Linked DNA regions of Mus musculus: region 1 is linked to region 2. The links are chromatin contacts, called in public promoter capture Hi-C maps. All regions are on one chromosome and are shown on one strand. The core of a region is the stretch at or near the end of the contact, and the rest is flanking DNA. Distances in the headings are between cores, read along the strand shown. Region 1 holds the start of Thoc2 (THO complex 2). Region 2 holds the start of Gria3 (glutamate receptor, ionotropic, AMPA3 (alpha 3)).

Region 1 (7,251 bases), core at 3,254-5,753, 510 kb before region 2:
CTTGGCTTCCCCAGCCTGGGTTACACAGGTCCTGAACTGGCATCACCCACTATTTGGTGTTTTCCTTGAGAAGCAAGGGAATTTAAACAAACACCCTACCCCCAAACCAGGGTCTTGTTGTAGCTCTAGCTAGCTTCGAACCCTGTGTTTTGTGCTGAGAATTGCAGGTATGTGACTCCATACTCATCACAACTGGTTCTATTCCTCATCCTCATAAATTGATTTGTTTTAAATTCCTGAGTTGATAACTTGTTATTCATTCCACTGAATACTTTCTGTTTTAAATCTGGCTTTGTCCGTTTTTTTTTTTTTTTTTTTTTTTTTAGAGTTGTTGCCTACCAACTTCTCAAGTTGATGTGATAGCAACTGGGTGTGTATATAGTTCTGAGTCTCATGACTGCATCCCTGAATTTCTAACCCACTGTCTTCAGGCCTGTGAGGAGGTTAGTCTTCTCTAGGTTAACATCATGATCATTGAGAGCCATCTTGCACATTTTCCTATCAGTTTTGGTTACTTGGGACTATTAAATATGACCCAGAAAGATAGGTTCTTGGATTATCCAAAGAAGGTCATCTTTTCTGGTGGCCAGTTGCCTTAAAGGGCTCATTTCTATTAGTCAAATGATTTCTCCACATCATCATCTTGAAGTTGCTTCTACATCATGCACCTGGGTGGCCAGGGGACAGATCTTTTAAATAGTGGTATGGGCCGCTTCATACACCCAGGTCCCTGCCTCTAACTACTCTCTTGGATTCTAAGGAACCAGTGTTCCTCTTGTCCAGATCCACTTAGTTTTCTTTTCCCAGACTCACCCTTGTACTCATTCCTGGCTGCTCTCTGCCTTTTGCTTTGTGACCTATAAGCAGATAAACCTGGTAAAGGCACCCAGGTGTACTGGAAGTCCCCTGCTGGGAAGGTGCCATTTTATCTACCTGCTGTATCGCCCTCATTCTTTTGTCTCCTCCTGTTCTATACAACTAGAAACCCTCACACAGTTTCCCATCTATTTTCATGTTATCTATCTATCTATCTATCTATCTATCTATCTATCTATCTATGTATCTATCTATGTATCCCTCTGTGTTTACACATGTACATAAATGTTTGACTAAAGCTTCTTCTTCTATGATAATAGAGGTATGTATTTTTGTTGTTGGCTTTACTAGGTTAATGAGTTTTCCATGCAGATGATCCTTGCCAATTGAACAATTGACAGTTTTTTTTTCAGCCAGGGTTATTCAAAGAGGGCTCCTCTCTGTTATAATTTCTCAAGCAGGGATAGTCCCCAGGGCCTGTAAACCCAGTGCTCAGGAGACCGAGGCAGGCTACTCATTGATGGTCTAGCTATTATGAAGTAACCTGAATATTAAAAGTATGATATCTTGCCGGGCAGTGGTGGTGCACACCTTTAATCCCAGCACTTGGGAGGCAGAGGCAGGCAGATTTCTGAGTTCAAGGCCAGCCTGGTCTACAGAGTGAGTTCCAGGACAGCCAGGGCTACACAGAGAAACCCTGTCTCAAAAACAAACAAATAAACAAAAGTACATATCTTAGGGGTAATATTTTCTAAATGCCTTCAATTAACATTCCTAAAGTGATGACTTTACATTTGCTTAGTCAAATTGAAATCCCCTTTAACCCCCTTCCCTCCAAGAAACATGTTTGAGAATAAGTTGAAAAATGTGTTATTATTTCAGAGAGATTTTTTGGGGGGGGAGGTTGGTTGCAGTTTTCTAGTAACTTTGGTCAAAGAAGAAACTACAGGGAAGAAATTAGATTTCAGTAATGTCTTTCTTCTTTTTCTTCCTCCCTTATTGTCTTAGTTAGGGTTTTACTGCTGTGAACAGACACCATGACCAAGGCAAGTCTTATAAAAAAACAACATTTAATTGGGGCTAGCTTACAGGTTCAGAGGTTCAGTCCATTGTCATCAAGGTGGGAGCACGGCAGCATCCAGGCTGTCATGGCGCAGGCAGAACTGAGAGTTCTATGTCTTCATCCAAAGGCTGCTAGTGGAAGACTGACTTCCAGGCAACTAGGGTGAGGATCTTATACCCACACCCACAGTGGCACACCCATTCCAACCAGGTCACACCTATTCCAACAAGGCCACACCTCCAGATGGTGCCACTCCCTGGTCCAAGGATATACAAACCATCACACCTATTTACTGTTAGGGTGAAAGGGGGGTGGTAAAGGATGGGAAAAATGAGAACCCACAAAGTTGCAAAGACCAGCTATGTATAGCCCTAAGATGGCTTCAGTTTGAGGAGCCTTCTGGCCTCGCCTCAGAGTACTGGAATTACAGGCTTCTGCCACCATGCTAGGCTGAGTCTTCTTTTTCATTATTTTAAATGTTTTTTAAATGTCTCCCTTCCATGAAGCCCCCACTCCATCCCCCTCTCCTTTGCTTCTAAAAGGGTGCTCCCCTACCCACCCACTCCCACCTCACCCCTCTAGCATTAATAGATGGAAGTAGAAAATATCATCCTGAGTGAGGTCTTGTTTCTTTTAAAAGATTTCTTTTTTTTTTTAAACATTTCTGTGTGTGTGTGTGTATGGATGCTTCATCCGCATGTATGTCTTATACAATATATGTGCACTGCCATCAGGGGTCAGAAGAGGGTATCAGATCCTTTGGGGTTGGAGTTACACATTGTTTCAAATCACCACTTGGCTGCTGGAATCCAACCTGTGTCCTCTGGAAGAGCAACCAATTCTTGTAACTGCTGAGTCATTGCTCCAGCCAAGTCTTGTTTCTTAAAACAGAATTGTATACATATTTCTGTAATAAGTAAGAACTCAGGAATATTGGAGGGGGGTGTGTTATGCACGTGGAGGTTTAGAAGTGACCCAACCATTGAGCTGTAAGGCCATATTAAAATAGGAGGCTTCACTTGTGTGTGAACCCAGAACATTGGGGGTTTGGGACGGGGTGGGTAGCAAGTGGTGCTGCTGCTACCACTGGGACGATTTGAGTAGAGTTATTTGGATTCAGTAACATGATACAATATTATTATTTAATTACAGATACCCCAATGAAGTCAATTGTGCCAGTAATGCCCTTTATAGCAAAAGAAAAATATGATTTTTGGAGGGGAGAAAATCCCTTGTATTTCTTGTTTCCATTAATCTTTTTAAAAAAGTCTGTATGTAATCATTTGGCAGGCTTGGAGCTTGCTATGTAGATAATACTGGCCTGTGACTCACAGAGATCCTTCTGCCTCTGCCTCCAGTCTTCAAAAATCTGGAAGAATTACTATCTTCTAAGAGCTTGGCAACTTTGAAAAGTACAGGGTAGTAATTTTGTAGATTCTCTCTCAATAATGGTTATGACTGCTGCCCTACAATATTGAATTAATATATAAAATTTGGGTATTAACAATTTTTAAAATTTGAGTAGTGTTTCTTCTAGCACTTCACAGGCATTTCACGGGCAGTCCCATGGTGTCCGTCTTTTCACTTGCTTGTCTACCTTGCATTAATTACATTCAGGCCAATGGGAAGTTGCTATGTTCCTGCCTCAGGTTCCCAAGTGTTGGAATTATATCTGTGGAACCCTGTGCCTGGTTCACTTGCTCTGTTTCTGAGATAATTTAGCTTTTTCCCCCCAGTAGTGAAGTACCAAAGCAGAGCCTGGTTCAAGGTAAGCAAGTGCTCTAGACCACAGCTACAGGGTTTTTTTTTTTTTTTTTTTTGTTTTTTTGTTTTTTTGTTTTTGGTTTTGGTTTTTCGAGACAGGGTTTCTCTGTGTAGCCCTGGCTGTCCTGGAACTCAAGCTGTAGACCAAGCTGGCCCGGAACTCAGAAATCTGCCTGCCTCTGCCTCCCCAGTGCTGGGATTAAAGGCGTGAGCCACCACTGAAGGTATAGCTCTAACCCTGGTGGAATTTATTTTCACCAACACAGGGAGATATCTTCCATATTTTCCTACAGTAACGTTTTCTCTTTGTAATAAGAAATATTTTTTGTAGAGAGATTATAACACCTTAAACATCGTTTCTCGGCATAGTAATACTCCCTAGTTTGACAGCTCAAGTAAGGAGTTAGGATTTGGCGGAGCATGCGGTTCCCAGCTTTTGTCCATTATGTGTGCCCTGTCCGTATTAATTTTCTATTTAGTCGTTAGTTGAGATATTTCTTATCTCATGTTCCTTTTTTTCCAGAAGCTCATGTCATGGCTTACAGTTCCAGCATCCACCAATGCCTAACAGACCGAGTGATTGAAAAATTACGAGTTTGAATTAGTGGCTTGGGGTAGAGATTACGGGAGATCATAAAGGCCACAGCGGCCTGGCGTTTTTGTTTTTTGTTTAATGTGTATATGTTCTAAAGGGAAGTAGGGGTGAGAGCTGTGGCACCCGCCACCTCTTTGTCGGCCTGGCCCAGGACTTCCGTTTGGTGGGGAAGTAGGTGGGGCGGGAAATCTAAACCCGAGTTCGCAGCTTCCGTCACTCCCCGTGGGCGGCGCTCCCCTTTGACCCCGCGCTCGGGAGCTACACATCCGGGCCACTGTTACTAGCGAGGGGAAGATGGCGGCCGCGGCTGTGGTGGTTCCCGCAGAGTGGATAAAGAACTGGGAGAAATCAGGGAGAGGCGAATTGTGAGTGTTTCTGACCGAGGGAAGGCGCCGGGCCGCCCTGAGGTCGGGGCGCTGGGCGCAGTCGGAAGTGGGGTACAGGGGCCGGGGGGCAGCGGCGCCCCCTCCCCCACCCGCACCCGGGCGGCGGATGAGGATGGTTGGTTGGTCCGGAGTTTCCACTTGGCTGAGGAGCGGAGCCGGGAGCCGCCACTATCGCCGCCGCCGCCGCTGAGCGTCTTGCCTTCCCTCCGACCTCCCCGAAAGCCCCGTGGTCCCCGGGAGCCCCGCTTCCTTTAGGTCTCTCCGCAGAACTTCCGTCTCGTCCCCTCAGGTCCCCCTGGGCTCCTGCCCTGTCGCTTTTTTGTCTGTCTGGCTCATCGTCTTAACTCAGCTCGCTGGGCTCGGCTCCTTTTCTCTCCGTGGCTTCGCAGCCGGAGCTGTGTGGGTCCGCCACTTGCCATGTCTCTCACTGTCCCGTTTTATCTTCTTATTTTTATTTGTCCCCCCCCCCCCCGGGATCTAAGACGACTCCCGCACTTTGGTTCCCGGCCTCTCCTGTGCCCGAAGTCTTAGGAGGGCGAACTGTCCCGAACTCTCTGCTCCTCGCCGCTGGTGGCAGAGGAGCCCGGGGCGTCGGGGACAGCCAGGCATGGCACCTCTGCTTTCTCAGGGAGCGGCAGCTTGCGCTGCCCTGGCCCTGCGGTACTCGGGAAAGTGTGGCAGGGATTGCCGCTTCTTTTTGCCAAGTCCCTGCCGGCGTGTCACCTCGCCGTGGTTTCGGGATGGGATTCAACTTTTCCTGGTAGAAGGTTTAGGGAACTCCATTTTGGCCTGGGACTGCAGCGAGTGCTCGCCCTCCTCGAGGCTTTTCTAGTACTTTAGGATGATCTCTGTGTCCTTTAAGTCATAAACTTACTTTGTACCGTCACCGGTAATTTCCTACAGTAGCGGCTTTCGCGCCTCCCAGTAGCCACCCCACCCCCGACTCCCCGTTTAAGTTGACAGAATTAATCACTGATTAAAAAAAAAAAAGTTGTAATTTCTTCTTCTGAGTCGCTCTGGAAGCTTAGCAGTCAATCCTATGTGAGATTAACTCTCTTTAGCTGCTTGAGTTGTCTCCCTCCACACTCCCACACTCATCCAGTATCAGGTTCCCAGTTGCTCACGGGAAGATAGGAATCTTTAAAACTTTGTTACTTCAAAGAAACCCGGTACACCAAGCTCTTGTGACTTGACTTACTCCCACATCCCTTTGCTGTTCTGTGAAACGTTAACAGCGTGAGTCCTAGAATTGGATTGTCTGAGTAAGTGGCTAGCTTAGCCCACTTAACCAGCTGAGTGACCTTGGATAAATTCGTAACCATTTGGGGCCGTTTCCCCTTGAGTAAATTGGGAATAAGAAGCGTTCTACTCGAAGGATTGTTGAGAAGAGTTAATGTCTATAAAGCACTTGGGTTATAGTAAGTGCGCAAGTGATAGCTATTAAAAGTAATATTATTCCAGCTTTTAGAAATTTAAAGTTCTCGGGACAGCTCTTTGCTTGGCGATTAGTTGGCCTCTGACATCCTGCATATTTACTTTTGTATGCTAATGAGTTGAGAGGCCCTTGGAGAACGGGGATGTCATCTCATTTTTTTTTTTTTTTTTGGTAGGACATGTCCTCCAGTATATACTTAGAGTTCCTTCGAGTTTTGTTAACTCAGAGGTCTGTCTCACATCTAAAAGAAGCATTCATGTTTACTTTTTATGTGCTGTTTAACCAGCTACCTGTTTGTCGAGTGCTGAGAAGGCAGGATGGGAAGCAGCTCGAGGGAACAGGGCCAGATTGGAGGGAGAGCCTCCGCAGACAGTTCAGTCCGTCCTTATTTAGCATCTAAAGCGGATTCATTTGTGAACTGTCGTGTTTGTGGGTTTCTCAGCTTCCTTCTTCTGGATGGATTTCACTGTGTGTATGGAGGGTAGCATGTGCTCCATCAGTGAGCTACATCCACAGGCCTAGCTGCTTTTGTTTTTGTTTTGTTTTGTTTTTTTTTAACAGTTTAATGTTTTTACTTCCACTTTAGAATAGGAGGAGGAGCCCTGCCTAACTTCTGACTGGCAATAGGTGGAGAAAAACTAAGTGGTGTATGAAGCCAAGAATATAAAGTGGGATTTTGAGTTTATATGTGTTTACATGATCCATGCTACCTAGTGTTAAAAGAGCTACTTAAAAACTGTACTTAGGATTTTCATGTATTTATTGTATAGCTTGTGGACTGTGGGTTTGAAGTACAGTAGATTCAAATTAGTGTGACAGTTTAATGATTATATAAATATAATTTCTGTAAGAGAACTTATCTTAAAAAAAAAAAGCCAGGAGGCAGAGGCAGGGGGATTTCTGAGTTCGAGGCCAGCCTGGTCTACAAAGTGAGTTCCAGGACAGCCAGGGCTATACAGAGAAACCCTGTCTTGAAAAACCAAAAAAAAAAAAAAAAAAAAAAAAAAAGAGAGAGAGAGAGAGAGAGAGAGAGAACGTATCTTTTTTTTGAGACAATTACCTTGTAGCTCATACTGAGAGAGAGAGAGAGAGAGAGAGAGAGAGAGAGAACGTATCTTTTTTTTGAGACAATTACCTTGTAGCTCATACTGACCTTGAATTTATTATCATCTTACGCATGTCCCACTACATT
Region 2 (6,590 bases), core at 2,491-4,990:
GTCTGAGTGTGCAACAGGCAGCTAGGCATACATCACTGATTTCTAGATTGTTCTCCCACGTGTGCCCTGGAAGTGTGTATGCCTGTGTGTATTTGACATAACTAAGGAGGAGGTTTCCTTTTGGTCTTGTTTTTCTTGCTGCTTAGTGAATCTAACCCCTTCTCTTACATTGTTAAGTGTGCAACTATAACCCAGCTTTGTAAGTAAGAGTGCTATGGGTTTAAGTTGAGAGATTCTGATCAGTTGGTTTCCCAGTCCCCTCACTGGCCACTTACTGTCCAATATGGATGGTTTATTACCTGTTCCTAAACCTGAGATTTTTTCTCATGACAGAGATCATTTCCTGACTGTTGTTCAGGTTCTGCTAGCTGGAGGCAGGCTGCTGAGTGTCAGAGCAGTTTGATCAGAAGAACAAAACCCAAAGCTTTGGAAATCAATCATTCCTGAGAAACCAAATGACCCTCTTAGCCCAGAGTTCATCAGTGGAAAGACAGGGAAGGGAGATGAAATATGTATTATCCCTTGTTAATGATAATGCACCCCGTTGGTTTCATGTATTTGGTTTTAAATCTGTTCTAATTGATATTTAGGAAACTGCCTTTCAGATTCAGCCTCTTGAGGAGATCGCAGTGCAGCAGGATTAAGAATCAGATGTGCCTTGTAAATGCTGGAGAGAGGTCGGGGATTACAAAAGGAAGACAGGAAGTATAGCCAGACATTTTGTAACTTTCACACTTTTTTTTTGTCAGTGTTGGAAAACTAAAGAATGTCAAATACAGAGTGTCTCAGAACATGTTCTTAAAAGAATCTGCACCTTCAGCTAAATTTTTCTGCAGGCGGATAACTGTTACATTTTTTGAAAAGTACTTCTTCCACTCCCCCTTCTCTTCAAGCCAAGACTTTAAATCCAATGAAATTTGCTCTTGAGGTCCTGTTTAAGGACTGTTAGGGATTGCACATTTTTGGAGATGGAAGGATTTGAAGAAAGTCATATACAAAGTTAAATTCCAACAGACATAAATACCATTTCCCAAAATGTGGTGAAACTTCAGATTTCAAAGCACACCATTCCAGAGAAACAAGACATACTTTGTGTTAAGTGGCTTCATTTGGGAGAAACTTTTAGTGAAACAAAGCTCTGATGAAGAATTCAGTGTTTCTCACAAAATGTTCTCTCAAGTTAAACACAACAAAACAAAAACCTGTGTCCAACAAGTTATTAACCATTTGAGTTCCTGTGGTTTTACTGTTAAAATTCCCCCTTTGAAAAGAGATAACCATGGGTATAAAGGTGGATTCCAGAAATGGCTTTGGGGCTGATGAAACTCCCCTTTTTAAGTATTCAGTTTTCCTGCTTCAAGCTTCTTCCCACAACCAACCTCTTGCTCTAAATTAAGAACTGTGTTGTCCTTAACAATCATGTGTGTGTGTGTGAGTGTGTGGCTGTGTGTGTGTGTGTTCGTGCACGCGTGCGCAGGCACGATAGCACAGGCAGGATTGGCTTTCCAAAAAGTCACCTGGGCACGGTCTTCCCTCTTGCTTTTAGGCTGACATGCATTTATCACTTGCAATCAGTTTGTAGTCTTATCAGTTCCTATCAGAGCACTCTGGGTAGCACAGAAAGAAAGAAGCCAGGGAATCCAGCCTGATCTATGCTTCAAGGTCACTTGTTTGCAGGGTTCTCATATTTTGTTCCTATGTGTCAGGCCATCATTAAACTCAGCCCATTCCGACCAGCAGACACAGCTTCACCACTCAAGTATTGCATGCCCCGCATTCTCTCAATCAAGGAGCTGCTGTTGCTTCTTTTTTAAAAATTCCATCTGAAATTTCCCTGAACAACCATGCTATTTTCTTTCTTTCTTTCTTTTCCCCCAACAGAAAAGGGTGCGGGGGAGAGAACACCACCAGTTTAGCAGGGAGGAAAGTGGAAGTTTTGCATCAAACATAATTCACCTCAGAGTTTTTGCCCACTGCTTTCAGCCCCGCAGCAGAATCCTTCAAGGTTGATTTATGCAACATGAACCCAGGATTGACAACTGCCTCAGTCTGCTTATTGAGGCAATCACTACCCACCCCCACCCCCAGCACACACGTTTGCAAAGCCCCATACATCACAAACAAAATGCAAATGAGGTCCCCTAAGGTCCCAAAGGGAGCCAACGCAGATCTACTTACAAGCATTAGTCACAGAAAAACTATTGGAGGAATCCAAGTGGTCTACGTGGTAGTTCAAATGGAAGGGCTTCTCAGTGGTGTTCTGGTTGGTGTTGTATAACTGCACAGCAAAGCGGAAAGCACTGTGCTCCTGTACCGTGTTTCTCATGAAAAGTCCACCTAGAAGCAAAGGCAATGGAGATTCGGCTTGTGTCCCCCCTACTTCAGCAGGAGTTAGAAAGTAACAAACAGGAGCTACCAGGCTACCTCAGTGTTTCTGGGAAGCTCAACTGAGGAATGATTTTTTTCAACCTGTGTGTCTTTCAAGACTTGGAAACTCTGCTTTCCACTGTGAAAAACCTGGGTTTTGTACACGGAGGAAACTAAAAAGACGGGAGAAAGAGGAGGCTGCTGTAGGGGAAGGATGAAGGAGCTAAAAGTGGGACTTGGTTCTTTCTTAAGCTTGAGTCTGGCCCCGAACCCTGACTCCAACCCCACCCCCACCCTTAGCCACACAGCTGGTTCATTTTCCCTCCTGGGGTACAGGGGATAGGGTGGGAAGAAAAACAATTTCGTTCCCCTTGCTGTCCCAATCATCCCCTATGACAATACAGGGGGTCAGTTCAGTAAAAGCAACAATTCTAACTTCTCTACTTGCAAATACAGGCAGAGGCGGGGAGAACTCCCTTCCGGCTACTGGAGCTGGTCTCCAGACAGACACAGCCGCAATTCATGAATGCTTGGTCTGCGTGACTTCCCTGCTTGCCCGACTCCTTGTATCACCCCCACTTCCCACCCCATCCTCCATCCACACAGCTACTTCCTTGGTCTGGGGGTTTCAAAGTGGGTTCCTTTTCTTCTAACACTGTCCTGTCTCACTGAAGCCTGAGACGCGGGACGGGGCGACCTGGGCCCAGGTTATGCGTCCTGGCGCGGCCAGACAGGCAGTATCACCCTGGGACAACTTCCAGTGGCTGCAAGCATGCCCTGGCAAAGTCCAGAATAGCGAGCTGAAAAGCCGCGACTCTTAGCCTCTTGCAGCATCCCAACCTCCAGCTTGACTCCCTTGCTCCTCGGTCAGAAAACCTGGCCGTCCACCCGCATTAGCCCCGGGAGACCCCTTCCCTCATCTTGGATGCTCCCCATACTCGTCAGTTCTTTGCAGCTCAGGTCTCCAATATCTCAGCTCAGTCCCCCATCCCTAGACACCGTCCCCAAACCATGCAGGACAGGGACTCATGTTGCGATACCCCCAGCCCCACTAGGGTAGTGGGTTTCAAATGCAGAAGAGCCTGGCCCCCTCTGGCTGGCTCTGGGGAGCTTACCTATGCTGATGGTGTTGGGGAATCCTCCGTGAGAATGACCCAAAAGCCCCAGGACTAAAAAGAAGACCGCCCGGAGCACGCTTTGCCCCATTTTCTTCTGCCTGGCTGTGCTACGCCTAAAACGAAGCTGACAAGAGCATGGGCGCAACTCGGGAGTCGTCAAAATAATAATAGAAAAAGAAAAAGAATTCGCCGGCTCTTACACCCCCTCCCCTCAACTTGCTCTCGCTCGCTCACTCTTCCTTTCCACCCCACACTAATCCTCCTCCGCCGCCGCCTCCTCCTCTTCTCTCTCTCTCTTCTCTCTTCCTCTCTCTCTCCCTCTCCTCTCTTCCTCTCTCCTCTCTTCCTCTCCCCCCTCCCAGGATCTCTCTCACACCCCCTCCACGCCCCCCCACCTCACTTCTGTCTTCACACCAATCTGGAAGGCGGGTTCATTGGCTGCAAGCTGGGTTCCCCAAAGCGATTTCTGAGAGAGAGAGAGAGAGAGAGAGAGAGAGAGAGAGAGAGAGAGAGAGAGAGAGAGAGAAAGGAAGAGAGAGAGAGAGAGAGAGAGAGAGAGAGAGAGAGAGAGAGAACAGACAGAGAGACAGGCAGAGACAGAGACCGGCACAGAGATAGAGACACAGGGAGACAGAAACAGAGAGAATTAAAACCGGAGCAAAACCAAAATCGTAAAAAAACAAAACAAAACAAAACAGGGACGAGATAAAGAAATAAGAAAGAAATTATAAAGAAAACCAAAGGGTTCCCCCGCCCTCGAAGATGGTGGATCTAAAGAGTGGGGAAGAAGAAAAGAGCTAAAAGCCTCAAAGGCTCAGCTCCGGTGAATTGGGTTCTTCCAATTGGGCCGGTAGGGGGATATTGATCAAAGTTGATCTGACGTGGAATTAAAGCCGCACACCGCTTAGCTCCACTGCAAACTGCAGCTCTGGACTGCAAAGCCTAGGCGCCGGCGTATGTCAACACCGGAGATGGGATCAACAGAAATACACCAATCCTCACGTGGACCAGACTTTCAAGCTGCAACCAGTTTCCTGTTTTTAAAAGTCTGCAGTGTCTCTACATCTGTATGTGCGTCTTAAAGATGAAGGGTCTTGAGGGGTGGTTAGTGGTTACTCTTGAGTCTTTGTGAAGAGACTCAGAAAAGCAGTTCCCATCACAATGCGCCCTAAGATGCTGCGCATGCCTGGTCTCTGCCGCTCAGCTCAGCTATTACAGCAGAGAGAGATCCGAGGGCAAGTGAACAACCCCCACCCGCATTCCCCCATCCCCGCAGCACTGGGAGGTGTGTCCCTCCCCCTACCCAAGTGCTGAGGCAGGTTTGCCAGCTGCGGGGGCTGTGACTGCTGACTGCTTTAGAGGGTATAGGAACATAGTATGTGTATGGAGGTGGGAGCTAAAAGGTTAATGAAAAGGACGCTCAGTCCTGCAGACCAAGGAGAGAAGTGTGGGAGTGAGCTGGGATGGGGGTGGGGATTGAAAGTTAAGGTTGGAGGAAAGTGCCCCTTGCTGCTTTGCTCCCTTAATGTTGACTTTAGGTGGATCAACTATTCCCTCCCCCACACTGAGTGCAGACTTCAGAGATTACCACTCTCACCCAACTCTCCTGCCTCTCTCCTAGCTAAGAGGAGAAAAGAATCTAGGAACTCCTACAGTTCACCCTAGGTCTTAGTGAGGAGTAGCCTCCTTCCCAGCAGTTTGTGTATGATCCTTTTGTCCCTACATGCCTTTCCAGAATCCTATTCCCCTCTTGGGACAAAAAGGTATCTCCTCTCCTGTCACATCTTTCTTTCCCACCTTATCTCTGTAAGACACATTTTTTTTTATCCTCTCTACATCTTCTGTTTTTCTTTTTATCTTCTTCTAGTCTGAGGGGATAAAATGAGCCTTTATGTCAGAGCAAAGCAAACTAATATACATGGGGCCAGGAATGAGGGACCAGGGCCCTGCACTCCTTACTCCAGATCTTTGCCTTTAGCAATGCCTAGACTGGAGCTGAGAATAAATGGCCTCCAAACTCTGTGGCAACCAGGAAAGTAGTCCTCAGTTCTTCCCACATTGCTGACAATTCTGACCACGCCTGATCTCTAATTCCATCATTCATGCAAATCCTGTCTCATCTTTGACAGTTCATTGTTGGAAGGAAGGATAAACTTGAGATATAGAGGAGACTCCTTCTTCCAGTAGAAGGAAGATTAGAGCAATAAGATTAGAAGAGAGAAGGCTGACTATCCCTTGACAAATGTGGAGAGTGACTCAGTATTACTGGGGATCATAGACCCAGGACATGGGTCCAGGTTCAAATCTAACTTTGATCACACATAGGTAGTATGCAACCTTGGTCAACTTCAGGAGTCTACATCCTAGTATTTTTGTCTTCAAAATGGGAACATTACTTTTTCTTCCTTTGTAAGGCTATTGTAAGAATTACATAAAATAATGGGTGTAAAAGCATCTAATTCATTAACTGACTCACAGAAGAATCAATACATATTACATTTCCAAATTCACTTCTCTTTTTCTCAACTTGCAAATTGTTCTCAAAAGCCCCACTGTTGTCACCTGCCCTTCTCTCACCATCCTTCCTCACAACCTCAGGCTCTTCTCCAACATCTTCCCTGGAGATAAAAGGGAATCTAGTAGGCCATTCTTTATTAATGTTTTAATGGCAGGCAGTGACAATTTAATACCGAAGTGCCACACTTTAGAAAACCTCTTCCTTGAGTTACTCCATGTCCATTATCTACCTATGTATCTACCTATGTATGTATGTATGTATGTATGTATGTATGTATGTATGTATCTATCTATCTATCTATCTATCTATCTATCTATCTATCTATCAGGTTTTCAGATAACATAGTTGGTGTTTTAATAGAAATTTTGAATGCTATGACCCAAAGGAATAGCACCACAGAGTAGGTTTCAGTTTTGATTTCAGGTGGATGAATAATGGATTTCATGTTGGGGAATGGTTAGTGGTTTTTAGCACACCTCACTTCACTCCTGAAATGAGTGAGGTCCCTATCTATGCTTGGCCAGCCATGAGAAAGGGTGCAAGAAGAGATTTGTGGCTGCCTCTACTGTCATTTGACTTGAAGAGTA

The links. Promoter capture Hi-C pulls out the DNA fragments that hold promoters and counts their contacts.
Region 1: a promoter capture Hi-C map of hippocampal neurons shows a contact between it and region 2, with 4 times the contacts expected there. The contact joins the promoter of Thoc2 here to the promoter of Gria3 in region 2. A contact is called at or near these places in 2 of 39 promoter capture datasets (cranial neural crest and hippocampal neurons).

The regions. Positions count from the first base shown.
Region 1 is chrX:41,909,153-41,916,403 of GRCm38.p6, reverse strand. It overlaps Thoc2 (THO complex 2), which reads left to right and starts at 4,503. Exons shown (of 39, transcript NM_001033422.1): 1 at 4,503-4,603. The coding sequence starts at 4,533.
Region 2 is chrX:41,398,548-41,405,137 of GRCm38.p6, reverse strand. Gria3 (glutamate receptor, ionotropic, AMPA3 (alpha 3)) reads right to left here and starts at 3,740. Exons shown (of 16, transcript NM_016886.5): 1 at 3,483-3,740; 2 at 2,179-2,337. The coding sequence starts at 3,573.